Linked DNA regions of Sus scrofa: region 1 is linked to region 2. The links are chromatin contacts, called in public Hi-C maps. All regions are on one chromosome and are shown on one strand. The core of a region is the stretch at or near the end of the contact, and the rest is flanking DNA. Distances in the headings are between cores, read along the strand shown. Region 1 has its middle 74 kb from the start of ARID5A. Region 2 overlaps SEPT10 (septin-10).

Region 1 (2,700 bases), core at 127-2,626, 150 kb after region 2:
GGCTGCAAATGGCATTATTTTGTTCTTTTTGTGGCTGAGTAATATTCCATTGCGTATATGTACCACATCTTCTTTATCCACTCCTCTGTCGATGGACATTTAGGTTGCTTCCATGTCTTGGCTATTGTGAATAGAGCTACAATGAACATTGGAGTACATGTGTCTTTTTGAATTATATAGTTTTCTCTGGATATTTGCTCAGGAGTGGGATGGCTGGATGGTATAGCAACTCTGTTTTTAGTTTTTTAGGAAAGCCCCATACTGTTTTCCAAAGTGACTGCATCATTTTACATTCCCACCAACAGTGTAGGAGGGTTCCCTTTTCTCCACACCCTCTCCAGCATTTGTTATTTGTAGGCTTTTTAATGATGGCTATTCTGACGCTATGAGGCGGTACCTCATTGTTGTTTTGATTTGCATTTCTCTAATGATTAGTGATATTGAGCATCTTTTCATGTGCCTGTTGGCCATCTCTATGTCTTCTTTGGAGAAGTGTCTATTTAGGTCTTCTGCCCATTTTTTGATTGCTTTGTTGTTGTTATTGAATTGTCTGTGCTGTTTGCATATTTTGGAAATGAAGTCCTTGTTGGTCACATCATTTGAGGAGCTTTGTTTTTGTTTTTAGGGTTTTTTGTTTGTTTGTTTGTTCTGTTTTGTTTTTGGTCTTTTTAGGGCTGCACCCATGGCTTATGCGGGTTCTGAGGCTAGGGGTCGAATTGGAGCTATAGCCGCCAGCCTACACCACAGCCACAGCTGCAGCAATGTGGGATGTGAGCTGCATCTGTGACCTACACCACAGCTCACAGCAATGCCGGATCCTTAACCCACCGAGTGAGGCCAGGGATTGAAACTGAATCCTCATGGATCCTAGTCAGGTGTGTTAACCACTGAGGCACAACAGGAACTCCTGAGGAGCTTTAAAAAAAACTAGCAATGCCTGGGCTCTAAGCAAACTGAAACCAAATATCTTGGGGGAGGGGTGAGACCTAGATATCTGAGTCCTTTAAAAGCCCCACAGGTGAGTCTAACAAACATACTCTAACAATGAGATGAAGCAGTTCCCCCACTAAATTCAAGATCAGTAAGAATTTGACGTCCCAGATGTAAATTCTCAAGCCAGGGATCCAGACACTAACGAAAACTGTCATTGTCTAAAGTTCTGATGGGATGAAACCCGCCATTGAATCCAGCCTCTCTAGTTTTCAGAGGTGTGGCGAACGCCAAAGATGTTAAATTCTCACCAAGGTGACATGCTGCTCTTGTCCTCAGAACACTGGAGGCATTCCTCAATCTGGGACCCTGTAGTAGGAGACTGTGTCCCCTCTCCTTTGTTGTCACTAGAGGTGGCCTGTGCCCTTCTGGCCCTGGTGCCCTGCTTGCATTTGGTAAACACTGGCCAGGTCACATATGCTGGGGGAGGGCTGGTGCACAGGCAGTGAGCTTGCACGTCGGCTGCTCCCAAACAAAACAGGAGTGATCGCAATGCTGGACTAACTGCCTGAAATATTTGTTCATTTCATTACTAATACTTCTTCATGGAAGATTTTTGTGTGGAGACTGGAGGATATTAAAAAGGATGTTTTATCCTGCTGTGGAAATGGGTTCTTTTCCATCCTCATTTCAGCATTTTCGCTTGACTGCTACCTCCAAAAGAGGCAAACATTTCTTCAGTAGCTACAAGCTACCTTGTCAAGAAATCTACCCCTGGGGCTTGTGAAACAGGAAACATGGCATTTCTTTCCAAAGCACGGATGCAAAAGATTGTGCAGGGGCATGCTGGGGATTTGTAGTAACTGGGACCAGTAGGAGACCTCAGCAAAGATAAGTCACAGAATTGTCCCCAGAGGGCACCTTTTCTCACCCACTTAGTCCCAGAGATCAGGGTAGGATTGATGAGTCAGAGGGAGACCGGGATGGATCCCCCTCCACAGTGCTTTTCCCACAAACATCAATCACCTCTTTTTTATTCTCCACTTTTTCACTATGTGTTTTACTTCATTTATAAAATAGATTCTCTCCAGGCATGTGTTCTGAGCACCCACTGGTGGCCTGGATGCAGAAGCTGTGGGTTATCTAATAGTCTCGCAGTTCCCTTATGGTGCAGTGGGTTAAGGACCTGGTCTTGTCATGGTAGCAGCCTGGATTTGATCCCTGGCCCTCAGACTTTAGCCTGCCACAGGCACGGCCAAAAAACTCCCAACAAAATAAAACCAAGCGTCTCCTTGGCAGGCAGCTCCCTCCTGGCCCTGGTCAGGGGTGCCTGCCCTCAGCCCCTCTCCTGGGGCCAGTCTCTCATTACGTAGCGCACTCACACTTAAGAATGGAGTGCAAGAGTTCCTGCTGTGGCTCAGCAGAAACGAACCTGACATGAGAAAGCGGGTTCAATCCCTGACCTCGTGCAGTGGGTTAAAGGATCTAGTGTTGCTGTGAGCTGTGGTATAGGTCGCAGACATGGCTCTGATCCCACGTTGCTGTGGCCGTGACTGTGGCATGGGCCAGCAGATGCAGGCTCTCATTCAACCCCTAGCCTGGGAACTTCCACATGCCCTAGGGGGTCCAGGGACTGGAGTGAGGAAGAGAGAGTGGTGGATACGATTGTCGATCATTGACAGAAAAAAATGCACACCCTGAAAGTTGAGAGTTAAGTTTTATTTGGGGCAAAATTAGGACTTAAGCCCAGGAGACAGCATCTCAGGTAGC
Region 2 (2,700 bases), core at 126-2,625:
GGCTAGGGGTCAAATCAGAGCTGTTGCTGACGGCCTTCACCAGAGCCACACGGGATCCATGCCATGTCTGTAACCTACACCACAGCTCACAACAACACTAGATCCTTAACCCACTGAGTAAGGTCAGGGATCGAACCTGCGTCCTCAAGGATACTCGTCAGATTCGTTTCCGCTGAGCCAGGATGGGAATTCCCTGACTATGATTTATTATGACGTCTGCATCCATAGACCAAGTGTTAAAATAACTACTTTTAAAGAATGACTAGTCTTCAAAAGCATCTAGATTCAGTTGTTGGGATAAATCCCTAGGCTGAAGGATGCCCCCAAGAAATGCAGAGCCTGTCAAACCAGTGCACTTGCCTCTCTTTCAGCTTCTTTCAACACAGCTTCTTTCTCCTTCACACGCTGCACGAACACCTGCTTCATTTCTTCCTCTTTCCTCTGACGTTCACCGTAAAATTCGTGCCTTTTGGCTTCGTAGGTCTCCTGCAGACTGAAAAGCCATTTATTTGTGATACTCCCATTAGGAAGACAACAGACACATTGTCTGGGCTGGGCTGGGCGTGTGACCATCAGGACCATGGCTGTGCCCTTGGGAGCACCTGGCATAGGACAGCTCACAGGGACCCAGGTCTGTCAGGCCCCCCTCACCAAGCCCTCATTGCACCCCAGATGGATTCCTCTGTCCAGCTGTTGACTGAGTCTGTGAATTCAGCCTGGGACTCCGACATCATTTCAGACCAGTCCTATTTTCATTTCTCCAGGTACCTGATCTCTGTGCTCTTCTGCCTTCTCGACCACAGTGCTCCCCTAAAGGGCTTCTAAGCTTCAAGTCCTGCTTACAGTTTGTTCTTCTTGCCACCCCTGCGATTTTCCCACCAAACACAGAGATCTCTTCATCCTTTTCCTCTGTTATAGATATTTAAAGGAGGGGGTCCCACCTCCTTTTTTTTTTTGTTTTTTGTTTTTTGTCTTTTTGCCATTTCTTGGGCCACTCCCACGGCATATGGAGGTTCCAAGGTTAGGGTTGAATTGGAGCTGTAGCTGCTGGCCTACACCACAGCCACAGCAACACGGGATCCGAGCTGTGTCTGCGACCTACACCACAGCTCACAGCAACGCCAGATCCCCAACCCACTGGGCAAGGCCAAGGATCGAACCCGCAATCTCATGGTTCTTAGTCGGATTCGTTAACCACTGAGCCATGGCGGAAACTCCGGTCCCACCTCCTTTAAATAAGCACTTAAACTTCACAATCTGGCCAAACAGACCCAAACACCCTAAAACATGCCACACATTTCCCACTCCAGGGCCACAGCCCACTTCCCGACCCAACTCCACCCACTAATCCTGACCTTCAAGGCCAAGTTCAAATGCAGCTTCCCCTGGAAAGCCTTCTCCAGGGCTCCCAAGCACTTCTGTTGGCACTGACACCCTACCTGCCTCTGTTGTAACAACTCCCTTTTGTAACCCAGCTGTCTGGCAGAGCTCTCTAGACAGTTCTATTTCCTCATAAATGTTCATTCAGTGGTGCAAAGTGCAGGGAAGTAGAGCCAGCTTTAACCCAGCAGAGCAGGGGCAGTCCTGGAACTCCATGGCCAGCTGCCCCTGTCACTTGTGGCTTTTCAGAGGGATGATGGCCCTTCTCCTCAGAAACGCTGAGCCTCCATCTCCACTCCCTTGGAGAGTATCCCAGAGGTTTACCAGGGAAACACAGATGCCTTTCCTGCTGTCAGAGTTAGAAATTTCTATTGCTCTAAAGCAATACTTTATGGCTAAATAGACTTAAAATACGATGAAATTATGGAATCTTATTAATCTTAAATATCATAACCAGAGAAATGAATCTTTTATGCGTAGAACTGAAAGAGGAGGGAAGGGGTGGGCAAGGCCCTTAAAGGCACAGCAGAGTGGTCAGGCTCAGGAGAGCCGAAGGGTAAACCGCCAGGGGGCCCCGAGTCTCGCTCTCCACCAGGCAATCCACCAGCTCAAGACACACCCGAGGTCCAGCATGCAAGACCAAAAAGGGGGTGGGGCCCAAATCCTAGAAACCTATGCCCCTCATCTACAACAGCCTATGAATTCACCCAGCCCACAAAACCTACCTCCCCATACCCAAGGGCCTCTCTTGCCTCTTGAGATGGCCCACATCCCATCTACTGAACGTGCACCTCTGGGGCTCTCGCCTTCTGAGAGTCCCACACTATGTCTCTCTCAACAAAACCACCTCTTACTTATCACTCTGTCTCATGGAATTCCTTCTGTGCCGAGACACAAAGTACCTGAGCTTCAGTAATTCCTGACACCAGGTGAGTGGTTTTAATTAGAGGAGAGTAGGTTCAAGTTCCAGTCTGAGTTGTGCAGTTTCAAAATTGTATACATTTAAGGAAAAACATAGTAAGAAAGGTTACACGATAGCTTTTACAGCTGACTGTGAGTGTGGGGTGCTCAGAGCATGGATTCTAGGATGGAATATCTTCCACACTGTCTTCGCAAGCAACGTTTACAAATGTAAAAATGCCTCTAATCTCAAGGAGCCATTTTACTTTTTTAAGGTTCTTTGTTTTTCTCTATTTTGGCCCTATTTTAAAGAGGCCTCTAAATCCAAGCTACCTTCACTGTTTTCAGAAACCTCCCTACGTCTCACTGGTCCTACACTGGATAGAGAGCCTTTAGCCACAAACTTGGTTTAAATAATGT

The links. Hi-C and Micro-C count contacts between places; a contact is called where the count stands out from the background.
Region 1: a contact with region 2 is called in a Hi-C map of liver, with 2.4 times the contacts expected there. A contact is called at or near these places in 1 of 5 promoter capture datasets (liver), 7 of 47 Hi-C or Micro-C datasets (embryonic fibroblasts, fetal liver, liver and 1 more) and 1 of 2 datasets of targeted methods (skeletal muscle).

The regions. Positions count from the first base shown.
Region 1 is chr3:46,639,240-46,641,939 of Sscrofa11.1, forward strand. No RefSeq gene overlaps it. Among named protein-coding and RNA genes, the nearest start is that of ARID5A, 74 kb to the right of the region's middle.
Region 2 is chr3:46,488,871-46,491,570 of Sscrofa11.1, forward strand. SEPT10 (septin-10) reads right to left here. Exons shown (of 11, transcript XM_021087089.1): 9 at 361-493. Among named protein-coding and RNA genes, the nearest start is that of SEPT10, 56 kb to the right of the region's middle.